3 separate regions of the Zea mays genome follow, and all the other regions are linked to region 2. A link is a contact called in public ChIA-PET and Hi-C data. All regions are on one chromosome and are shown on one strand. The core of a region is the stretch at or near the end of the contact, and the rest is flanking DNA. Distances in the headings are between cores, read along the strand shown. Region 1 holds the start of LOC100284630 (copper-transporting ATPase PAA1). Region 2 holds the start of LOC103639007 (calmodulin-binding transcription activator 1). Region 3 holds the start of LOC100276005.

Region 1 (3,644 bases), core at 707-3,206, 130 kb after region 2:
ATGGGGCAAGAGTCTTGCGAGACCGCATCAACCACGTTTGTGGTGCGACCACCACCATTTACTGGAGGGAACAATGCCCGCGATGATTCAATTGGAAGCTCGATAGTGGAGAAGGTGGGGAGCATCCGATAGGAGCCAGAAGCGGGGCACTACTTGAGCGTGGAGAAGGCCTGCGACTCTTTACGGAGTTACTCGACCGTGGTGCTTGGCCCTTGCGTGGGCTACCCTTTGTGTAGGGGCACCAACGAGGATTAGTTGGGAACTTGCGCGGTTCCGGATACCTCTGTAAAAATACTAGCATCATCCACGAGAGTTTGCAATCTCTACCTTTGCTCTTTAGATTCCGCATTTACTTTAAGTACTTAAGTTTCAATCTCTCTTTCCTAGTTTAGAATATATATATATATATATATATATATATGATTGGAACTTAGGTTGCATAACTCTTTTGCGGTAGAGATAGCAACACTTAAACAAAACCTAGATTGCACGTTCTTGTTTAGTTATTTTGAAAGGGAAATAGGCTTAAACATTTACTATAATCGATTTTGGTGTTTGACGTCCATCATAAACCACGTGGACTAACTAGTTTGCCTAGTTGTCATTTATCTCAGGTGCATAAAGTACAACACAATCCAATAAAGAAAATAAGTTGGAGAACTCTACATAGTTTAGAGCAAATAGAAGCATTGGTGATGCCAGTGGCGCACCGGACACTGTCCGGTGCCCAGGCCAAGGCACCCACGAACTGGCCGCTCTCTGGTTTTTCCTAGAGTCACTCCGCTATAATTCACCGGACTGTCTGATGTGCACCGGACATGTCCAGCGAGCCAACAGAGCAACGGTCAACTGCGCCCAACGGTCGACTGCGGTGAACAGTGAACAGTGCAGAAGCAGAACGCACCGGACTGTCCGGTGCCGCAAGAAGACAAAGTACTTCAACGGTCAACTGCTCCAAACCCCAACGGTCGGCTGACGTGGCACACACCGGATAATGAACAGTGTGTTTCAGGTACATAGGTTAACTTTCGGACTGAGAAAGTGTGTTTCAGGTACAACACAAAGAATCAACGAAGCAGATTTAAAACCAGAAATGAGAAGGTATGGAACTTCGGCTATGCACAGGCGTTGCAAAGGCGTGTACCAGCTTCGTCGCCGAAGGCCTTGATGTACAAAGCACAAAAGAAGAGGCTCGATACTTGTTTCTCCATATAAATTTGAAATTTAACTTATACGTGGAGAAAAAGACAAATATCAATATTTATCTTTTTGTTTTTCTATGTAAAAGTTGAATTTTAAGTTCATATTTTTAGACTGATTGAGGACATCGTAACTTAAGTTAGAAAAATATGTGAAAATTATGATTATTATTTTATATTTAGTTTTGTATCATTAAAGCTATTACATTATATGATTTTTAACCTATCAAAATAATTATAAAAACCATAATATTTTTTTTCTATGGAAGACAAATTTTGTTAAGAGGTAGCTTGAATCAACTCAAATATGTGGAGAGGTAAATTAAACTAAAATATAGTTAAGGGGTTATATGTACATTGCCCATAAGTGAGGGAGTAATTTAGACTTTTTTATTTATATTATGAATGTCATTACTTGTATAAGAGGTATTTGGTTTATAGTGACTAATTTTTAGTTCCTCCATTTTATTGTATTTTAGTTTCTAAATTGTCAAATGTGGAAACTAAAATTCTATTATAGTTTACGTATTTAATAATTTAAAAACTAAAATGTAATACAATGAAGGACTAAAAATTAGTCCCTTTAAACGAAACGTCCCCTATGTCTAGACAAAATTTTAAAAATGTATTTTTTGTGCAATGGAGAAAAAATTCGTACGGTCTGATGGCAGGAACACGTGAAGCAGGAGCGCACGACTGCCACGGGCCCACGGCAACTCTGGTCTGCAAAAGGCCAGCGAGCAAATCGAATCCGTTGGACTTGGACATAACGCAACGCCCGCCGCGAAAAGCACTACCGGCCTGTGCTGCTGTGGTAGTTAGTTTCAAGCAGCAATGGAAGCCGTGGTGGCCACGACGACAACGAGGGTGTCCTTCCCTCTGCTGCCCACCGCGGGGAGGCCCCTGCTCCCGCCGGTCCTGGCGCGGCCCCGCCGCGGCTTCGCCTCCGTCTCCGCCACCTCCACATCCGGCGCAGGCGGCGGCGGGGGGCGCTCATCTGCAGGCGGCTGCGGCGGCGACGGTGGAGGGGACGACTCCGGTGCCGGCGCAGCCGCGGCCGCCGCGGCTGTGGCGGCTCTGGGTGAGTCCGAGCAGCAGGAGGACGGCGACTCTGACGCAATCGTGCTCCATGTCGGGGTAACGCTCGTTCCCGTGTCTGAACCTTGACGCTACGATTTTGTTCCGATTGATAGCCGCCGGTATGAGCTGCTGTGCTGCCTGCTGCGTGCGTGCGTGCGTGCAGGGAATGACGTGCGGCGGATGTGCGGACAAGGTGAAGCGAATTCTGGAGAGCCAGGTCCGTTAAGAGTTAGCACTAGCAGCAGTGCAAAGCTTGCAACTCTGCTTCCTCTCATATCGTCTCTCCATTTGGCCCTTGGCGTCGGTTCTGGAAACAGATTCAAAATCGGATACACTAGACTCACAAATCTTATGGTCTAGTCTGTTAAATTTGCAAACAAATTATCTGCTGCGAATGACACGACTGTAAAATCAGCACTTGCATACGCAGTTGCTTTCGGTTCTTATTAGCCAAGCCAATTTGTACCTGGCATGTTTTGCACTGTACAGTATGCTGCTTCTGTGTGTGACACCTCCAAGTGCCGCCATCACCTTGCATCAAGTTATACCACCATGTAACCGAAGTTTATTTGGATTATTTTTGGCAGCCTGAGGTTGCTGCAGCTACAGTTGATGTCGAAAAGGCCACCGCTATTGTGTGGACGACACCTGAAGCGAAGGCTACCAAAGACTGGCAAAAACAATTGGCCGAGAAACTTGCCAACCATCTCACCTCTTGCGGGTTCCAGTCTCATCTGCAAGGTGTGAAGGGTACATTTGTTTCATCATTCAATCCATTCATACAAACGCATAATTAAAGTTGCACCGATTGAGATGTTCTTGTCAACTGAAGCATGTCACCTTCCCAATTGATCTTTGTTTTCTTTGTTATTTTTTTCAGACGAAGGCGAGGCTGAACAAACTGATGCTTAACCTCAGCAGTGCATTACGTATGTATGACTATGAGTGGCCAGGAAGTTTTAGCATGGAGGGTCCTTGCATGAAGCAATGTCTCCCACTTCAGAAGTTGTTACATGCGGGTCTACGATGTACTTCTTTTATTTATTTGTCGCAGTTTAGTTCAAAAATGAACTCGCAGGAAGTTTTTATGCCGTTATATTGTTGTTAAGGACTTGTGGTTGAACTTCGAAACAGCTGAACTGTTGAGTATCGAAGGCGAACTAGCGATAAAATAAAATGATGAAGTATCGTACAAGCTTACTCCTACAGAAACGTTTGGAAAGATTTTGAGGGCCTGTTTGGTAAATGTTTCTTAAAACCATGATTTTACAATACTACACTTGCAATTGCAATTGTCATGACAATATTATAGTTTTAGTCAGCTACAAAACTAATAGCTATTATTTAGATACAACATTGTAGTTT
Region 2 (3,876 bases), core at 803-3,302:
TACAGAACATTCCAGCATCCACAGTTAAACTTTTTTGCGCAGCATTCGAGATATTGATTTTCTTTCAAAATAAAATAGTTACTCACTTTCAGTTTCTCATGAGCTTCTTTGACAGTCTTGCCATCTTTTTTCTTTCTCCAGTTGTGTCCATCCTTTCTGAAGTACCTCAGTACTTTGCGATCAAATAGAAAAAGAGAGCCACCTATTGCGATCAGATGGAAGTTAAGTAATGAGAATCAGTGCCAATGAGAGGGCCAGCATTCCGAACTATAAGAATAGCTTTGACCAAATGAAGCAATCAAACTGTAGAGCTAATACTACTATAAGAATAGCTTTGACCAAATCGAGCAATCAAACTGTAGGGCTATAATGTAACTGTTGTACTATTTGTGCTAACCGAAACAAAACTACGTTTCTTCTTAAAAAACTAATGAAAGAGGACACTGGGCGTGGCTGACGTATCATCAGCAATGACTCGAAAGGAAAACCGCCATGTGGTTGTGTTGCCTAGCGAAAATCACAAACTATTTACCATAAAATTTACCCACCAGATCCCCCAACACATCAAGTTGTGCCAGATTTCTGTTTCAGAATGAGAACATGTTTTCGATGGCTTCATAGCAAGCAGAGGAAGACCTGTCGAGCCCGCAAAGCAAGCGAAAAATTTACCATAAGCTGTATCACTAGCTACTCCAAAGAAATATACACAGCCGAAATGCCCATGCCAAGCTGCCAGCAGACAACAACTCTTCCATAGCCCACAGCATAAATACATCACGATTGCTAATGGAATTTAATAAGCATATTTATGAGGCCAGTGTTCAGAAGCCACAGCATGCACCTAAAGAGAGCACAAAAAACATAGGGAGAGAAACCGTACTCCTCGGCATGTTGGGCGGCTCGGCGGCGATGGAGAAGAGCTTGTAGTTGGACAGTATCTCGCAGATCTCGGTGGGCCGCAGCCACCGGTTCTGAGCCTCCTGCAGTATCTGCGAGATGTCTGCAGATTCATTCACGACGAGGTTAGTTAGTTAGTCCCCGGTTAGTCAACGCCAACAACTGCTCCGACCAGGCGACCACCACCACTCGCATACGGTCCTCGACTCCTCGTTCTTGGTACCGAAACCCCTTTTTGTCTGCTCTGAATTATTGGTCGGAAAAGTCAGCAAAACGCCAGAGAGAGACTAGCCCCAGTCGCTTTCTTTCGAAAAACAAAATACGTGGCCGATGAAAGAGAAACTCATCCCGTCATCCAGCTCGAAATTCCGCGGGGCGATAGAGCGAATTTGCAAAGGCCGGGAATGGACCGGGGTTTTTTTTTTTGTAGATATAAAAAAAAGAGGGTGAAATTTCGCGGGGACTGCAAGTGCAACTGCAAGAACATGGGACGCACGGCCCTTTTTCCAGATGTACTTAATAAAGCATTTAAGATGACTCGTCCTCGATCGACACGGCACGTGCAGTTGCTTTTCTCTCCGTCTTGAAACGAAAACGCATCTGTGGCCGTAAAACCATCGAATTCTCCGTGCTCTCCCGTGGGGAGCGCGCAAAACCCCAACCCCGGAGGAGAAGCAGACAGGAGGAGCGAGCCGTACCTGGGGGTTGGCCGGGCAGCACGAATTTGCGGGTGTCCGCCATGGCGCCTCCCCGATCAAGACAGAGAAGCAAACACTCCTCCTCCTCCCCGTTTGCCGAAGCGGTCGCTCGCGTGGCGGCCGGTCGGTCGGAGGCGGGCGCGCTTAAAACGGGGCGGAGGGAGCGAGGGGGCGCCGAAGCTTCGGGGAAGGGAGGAGGAACGGAGCGGGAGAGCGGGGCGCCGTCGCGCTGGGAAAATTTATTGGCGGGACGGAGGGAGAGAGAGGGTGGGGGTGGGGGTGATGTCTGAGTCTGACGTGACGACGAGGCGAGAGGGCGGGCGAGCGCGGCGGTGAGTCAGTGAGTGTGAAAGGGTGCGCAGAAAAGTAAAAGCGTCGTGGGGCGGAAATGACGGGCGTGTCCCTGGAAGAGGAAGCCTACCAGGAACGGGGTGGGTGGCTGGTGGTCAGGTCACCGGGGGTGGGTGCGTCTGTGCTGTCGTCGCTACTGTAGTAGGACACTTGGCCTCTTGCGCGGAGAGAATCCGCCGTTTTCGGATCAGCCCTTCCTGCCCGGCTGCCCGTCCGTCCTCCTCTGATTTTAGTTTATATAGTTCGGACACATGTTTTTGGTGGGAAGGAAGCATGCAAATTTCGTGTTTGGTCAGAGAACTATTTTTATGCGAAGAGCACTTTGATCGCTGGCCAAAAGTTAAAAGGATAGAGTACAAAATTTTCCCATGGTCTTTACCCTTTGGTCATATAAGATACTATTGCTTGATATAAAGTTAACAATTTTGTTTTGAAAACTTGAACGGTAAGTTTTATAATTTTACTAGTCACAAACACTACTATGACGTGTGAACCGAGCAGAGATGACAAAGGCTCGATTTCGATTTGTGGTGGGGAATTCTTGTATGATAAGGTGATTTCGTCCCCAGAGAGATCAAAACAGTGAAAATTAGTCCACATCGAGCTTGCGGGGACGGAATGTGTGGGGAACAGATATCCGCCGGCGCACCACGGCTCGATTACGTCTCGTAGGCCATCCAAATGGCTCCTAATGGGCCGCCTAAAAGATGCCCAACGGGCCTCAGTCGGTTGGCAATCGCAAACGTCCAGGGAAGACACGGGCGTAGGGCGCGAAAAGATTCGGTCGTGCCCTGTGCATGTGGCGTATGAGAACCACGGTGGATGACTCGTCGACCGTGGTTGGACGCAACGTGGCGTGGGTGTTGTGGGGGACAGATATCCCTGGGTCCACTGGAAGGCTAAAAGACCTCGCGAAAGGCCTGCGGGCCCAATAATTCGCAAGGTCATCCCTTCGTGGGCCTGAGAAGGCACGTCCGGTAAAGTGGATTGACACAAGATTGGATTAACGCAGGCCCAGACGGCCCGATGGGTTTGAACGGCAACCGTAACAAGGATCCGACCTTCCCGCGCAGAGGCCTCATACATCGGAACTAAGCGGAGCCGGAGATAGGTCGGCGGAATTATAGGAAGATAGGCTCAGTTGATTCACTATTAATTAGGTTCACATTGTTATCATATCCACATATAATGCCCCACGGTCGAGTATATAAGGCCTAGGGGGCATCCACTCAAAAACATATCTCACTACTTAGCCATCCACCTAGTTCTCTAACATCCTCGATACTAGAGAACCTCCTTGTAACCCACCACACAAAGTATTCACGCCAGGACGTAGGGTATTACGCATCTTAAAGCGGCCCGAACCTGTACAAAATTGTCCACTGTCTCTCGTGCGTCTAGCGCGAACCATCGAGCTACAATCGGTGACACCGTCCTACTCCAAAAAGCACCTCGAGGGGCAACCCTGGGTGCGCAGTCGGACCCAAAGCACCGACAGCTGGCGCGCCAGGTAGGGGGTGTGTCACTGATCCAAGCTAGCTCAATGGCCATCACCTTCCAGCGCAAGATCGTCCTCCGCCCTAGGTCCATGTTCTGCTTCGGAACCATTTCATCTGTGGCAGATGAAGAAGGAACTCTACATCGCATCGCGGATCCGCTGGAGAAAAGGCCTTCTACAACAATCTCCGGAAAAATCGGAGCGAAGCAAGAAAAAACGCAGCCTCCAACGCTCCGAACAAAGATTCCCTCCTGCAAACCAGGAACAGAGGGGCCATTTACCCAAAGAACCCCGTTGTCCACCTCTTCCACAGAGACATGGACACAGGTCACTAGGAGAAAGGAGGTGAACAAGGTCAAGGATCGTTTGCTCTTCCAGTACCTCCGCCCTCAAAGGAGAACGGAAAGAAGCTCGTCACTATGACAGTTCCAT
Region 3 (4,092 bases), core at 443-2,942, 210 kb after region 2:
TCCCAAAGTAGCCCTTAGTGACCAAGGTCCAGCGCAACAGATGATTGTGACTAGGGTATGAGTTCAGCATCAAGTTGATTAATGCTACACTTGTAGCGTGTCAATCAAACATTGAAATTTTAAACACTGGTCAACTTACTTCACCAAAGCAGGCACTAGGAAAGTAGGAAGTAGGAACTTTTACTTGGGGCTAGCCCACTAAACCCCCACTCATCTAGCCAGAGCAAAAACAATTGTGGATCTATTATGGGTGGCAAGCGCACTTCAACGAAATGAACACTGGTACTTCCACAAGTCAGCACAAAGCTTAACCTGCTTGCCTAACTGATGATGAGTATCAATAAATAAATCAAAGCCATCCAAGCTAACTAGGCAGCGAACGAACTTGAAGCATAACCCAACTAGCTTGAATTCTAGATATAGAAATAATATCTCATTGTTACATCAGCTGGTTGAAATGGAAATAAACGTGCATACCAGGAACCTTATGTACACAGTCCCAAACCACGGCGGGCTAATTCTTTAATCTGTATACTTGCACAGATTATATGGAATTGAATAAAACTATCCTCACACGCACCTACCTATGTGTTCTTCCTAATTTTTCCACTTCTTATCGTCCACTAAATCTAGGTCACTGTTATTTGTAAAATGTTTTTTCCTATATTGCAAACAAATGCATTCCACATCATTGGTTATAATCTCATGTATAAAATGCAGTGGCTTACAAATAGAAGTGAGATGCTACGTTTATCAAGAAATTCCGAAACTTTTCACAAAAAGAAAGAGAGAAGGAATTCATGAACTGAGATTACCTCACGCACCCTCCAATCTTGCATCCCTACCAATTCTATCCGGGTCCGAAACTATACCAGTCCACCGGATTTGAGATCATATTCAACTCAGTATCCCCAGTTCTTGACCAACTACTACAAATTACCAAAAGGACAGAAAATTAGATGAATTATCCGCAAAAAAAAAGAAGCTGTAGGCTAAACAAATAATCATATTCCGAAACAGGTCGCTACAACAGTAATTATATTCAAACAAAACTACCGCAGGAATGTTCAGTTGCCAGCCCACCTTGGGCTCAGATCAAACAGCGCTGGAAAACACGGAAAGCTTGTGACGCATACATCTCACCGAAGGGGCCTAGAACTCTACAATAAAGAACAAAAAAAACAGGGAAATCGAATAGACATGTTGTCACCTTCCGGAATCAAGAGCTGTGGATCAGAAGCTGCAGAAGCAAAGAAAAACCAACAGTAGGGAAAAAAAAAAGCAGACAGTAGTATCACAGTAAAGCGCTCCAGCAAAGATCCAAAATGGTATCTTCCTTCAGAAACAGAGAGAACGAAGAAGAATCGCCACAAGGACACCAAACACCAGTCAGACAGAAGGTGGGGGGCGCGCACACGACCACCAGAAACCAGTCGCCAGAAACGAAGGGGGGGTAAAAACGCCTCTTAACCCAAGAACAGATAGGAGGAACTCAAGGTTCCCAGCCCCGCAAAGGAGGCAAGAACAGCACCGGGCCAGCTCAAAGACGACAGGAAACGATTAGAGAGGGAGAGAGGAACTCAAGAGCAGGATGGATCTTACCAGCTTCTGTTTCGGGAGGACGGCGGCGCCGGCGCAGGCTTGCTCGCTCCAGTCCAGTCCACGTACCGCCGCTGTATCTAGATGGTTCCTGAGATTACCCCTTCTTTTTTTTTTTCCTTTCTCGCTCCACCACCAGCAGCAGCAAGACTTTTTTTTCTCGTTTTGTTTTGGCACAGGCTGGATGAGATGAGAGAGACGATGAGAGGGGAGATGGGCGTCTCGCCTTGAGCACCAAATTACCAGAAGGATCTTTTTAGAGGAGAAAAAAAGAAGAAATTGTTTGGTAACTATAACTAGCGGCTGGGAGCGGGCGTGGTGGGCCCTGGGCGGTGCCGAGGTAGTGGACACGAGGCGCCGGCGCGATCCGATCAGTTGCCGGCGCCCCATTGGCTGCTGCGCCCCCGCTTGCGCTCGCGCCTCGCGCCCGCGCTGATCCATTCCCAGCCGATGCGCGTGCGAGTAGTATGCGAGCGAATGCGACAGACAGAGACAGCGACGCCGCTTCGGTTTGGTCGGCTCGGCTTCGGCTTGGCCTAGCCTAGATGGGAAACCGGGCGGTTTTCGCGCTGCGTTTTTACTTTTTTTATTTGAATTATAGGATGCTCACGAGACACGTGTACTTTTTTTAAGTTGCACCTTCGTTTCTGGGCTTCAAGTGGCAACCGGACCTCGGCTTGGCCGGTAGTATATTCCTTTTGTCATTGCTCGGTCCAATGTCGCATAGGTGGGTGGTCAGAAGCCCACCAGAGCACGTCCCGGTCCTTGATCTCTCTGTCTCACGAAACGATTTCCACATGTTTTCGTTTGGATTAGAGAGGATGGAATGGATATAGCCGTACAAGGATCTGTTTCATTTACTCCAGAACAGATCCTTTTCCAGGGATAGGCTCATTTTTTTCTAATAAATTATAAACTAACACTTAGTTTAAAATTTGATAAAAAAATTATATAATCTAAACAGATTATAATCCAAACAAACACCCCTTAAATCGATTCAGCTGAAATGATAAGTTTATTTATGGAGCTTTGTGAGCATCAGGATGCCCTCCCTCCCCACCCGCTCTCCCCCCCACGGCGACCGCGCTCCCCCCGCCGCCGCATCCGCCCGATCTGTCGTTGTCCCGTCGTCCTCGGCAGATCCCACCCCCAGGAAGCCAGATCCCACCCAGCGTACTCCCCTAGCACCGCTAGCTCGGCCTCCCATGCCCCTGCCCCCGCTGCCGCCGCCTCCACCTGCCAGCCTACCCCAGGTCCTTCACTCCTCCAAGCGCGTTCGCTTTGCATTGACTGCGAGCGGCGCGCCAGACGTCACTTACCTCTCCTCCCCCAAATCCACCAGCAAATCCAGTCGCTTTGATGTCTCCACCGATCCTCCGACAACTCATGGCTGCGACCGCATTGAAGACGAAGCTCCTGGCAGCTGGACGACGATTCGGCGCAGGCGCCGACGCGCTGCCTGTGCGGAACCAGACCGCACGACATGGGTGCCTCGCTCGACCCCGACTCCTCGCCGTCTGCTGGTAAGTCTGCAAGGTAAATGCGCCCGCTGTCTGGGCAGAGGCCACTTCGCCATTGATTGCAGAGACCCGGTGAGGTGCATAAATTGCCTGCGCAACGGACACCGTTCCTGGCAGTGCTCCGGGAGGGGTAGTAAGACACCTCCAACCCCCAAGTGCCAAGCTCCACGCCTTGACAACGTCAACTTTCCACCGCTCGTGCTCGCTGCCCCGTCCATGGCTGAACCCGGCGACCCTGCTGTCCGCCGGAGCATTCCTGCGTCGTCGCCTCCTCCACCAGCAACATGGAGCGGGAGCTTGAGCGGCTGAGTTCCCATGCGGTGGTCGTGTGGCTCGGGCGTGACCGCCCCGACATCAGCCCGGAGCGGGTGATGCGGGCCTTCTGCTCCCGCTTCGGGGTGAGGACAGAGGACATCAAGGTGGCTCGAAGCCCTCCGGGCGACTTCCTCGTCACCTTCACACACCACCACCACCGGGAGGCGGCCGTCGCTGCAAGAGACTTCCTACACAGCAACCTTGACTTCCGCATCAGGCCATGGCAGCTGGTCGCCCTCGGGGAGCGCCATGATCTCTACTTCCATGTCAGACTGTGCTTGGAGGGCATCCCTCCCCACGCCTGGAACGAAAACATCGCCAAGCGCTCGGTGGCTCGTGCCTGCGTCCTTGACTACGTCGAAGAAGATTGTCTCTCCTCCAACAAGGCGGACGCGTGCTGCCTCAACCTGTGGGCGTGGACGGGAAATCCGTCTGACATCCCCAAGATCGTCTGGCTCACCATCACGGGCCGTTCAATGGTGATCCATGACAACGCCCCCCCTCCGCCAGGGCAGTGTGGCCTCACCTTCCGGGTGCTGGTGCACATTGATCTAGTGGAGAGCCCCTCGGGGCAGGGTGGGCGGCTGGCCACTCGCTCACTTCCGTGGCGCCATGGTGTGGTCGACGGCGAGCGGGGCCCTCGCGACCGACATGACCC

The links. Hi-C and Micro-C count contacts between places; a contact is called where the count stands out from the background. ChIA-PET counts read pairs in DNA pulled down with a chosen protein or histone mark.
Region 1: an H3K4me3 ChIA-PET map of seedling shows a contact between it and region 2, with 4 times the contacts expected there. The contact joins the promoter of LOC100284630 here to the promoter of LOC103639007 in region 2. A contact is called at or near these places in 4 of 25 Hi-C or Micro-C datasets (ear, endosperm, leaf and 1 more) and 1 of 3 datasets of contacts at active chromatin or transcription factors (seedling).
Region 3: a Hi-C map of endosperm shows a contact between it and region 2, with 7 times the contacts expected there. The contact joins the promoter of LOC100276005 here to the promoter of LOC103639007 in region 2. A contact is called at or near these places in 5 of 25 Hi-C or Micro-C datasets (bundle sheath, endosperm, leaf and 1 more).

What each region holds. Positions count from the first base shown.
Region 1 is chr9:125,647,716-125,651,359 of Zm-B73-REFERENCE-NAM-5.0, reverse strand. It overlaps LOC100284630 (copper-transporting ATPase PAA1), which reads left to right and starts at 1,956. Exons shown (of 4, transcript NM_001157525.2): 1 at 1,956-2,336; 2 at 2,443-2,496; 3 at 2,867-3,020; 4 at 3,160-3,491. The coding sequence starts at 2,034. The coding sequence ends at 3,191.
Region 2 is chr9:125,781,677-125,785,552 of Zm-B73-REFERENCE-NAM-5.0, reverse strand. It overlaps LOC103639007 (calmodulin-binding transcription activator 1), which reads right to left and starts at 2,052. Exons shown (of 13, transcript XM_008661785.3): 1 at 1,596-2,052; 2 at 881-1,000; 3 at 87-202. The coding sequence starts at 1,638.
Region 3 is chr9:125,573,989-125,578,080 of Zm-B73-REFERENCE-NAM-5.0, reverse strand. LOC100276005 reads right to left here and starts at 1,692. Exons shown (of 9, transcript NM_001149901.1): 1 at 1,603-1,692; 2 at 816-929. The coding sequence starts at 839.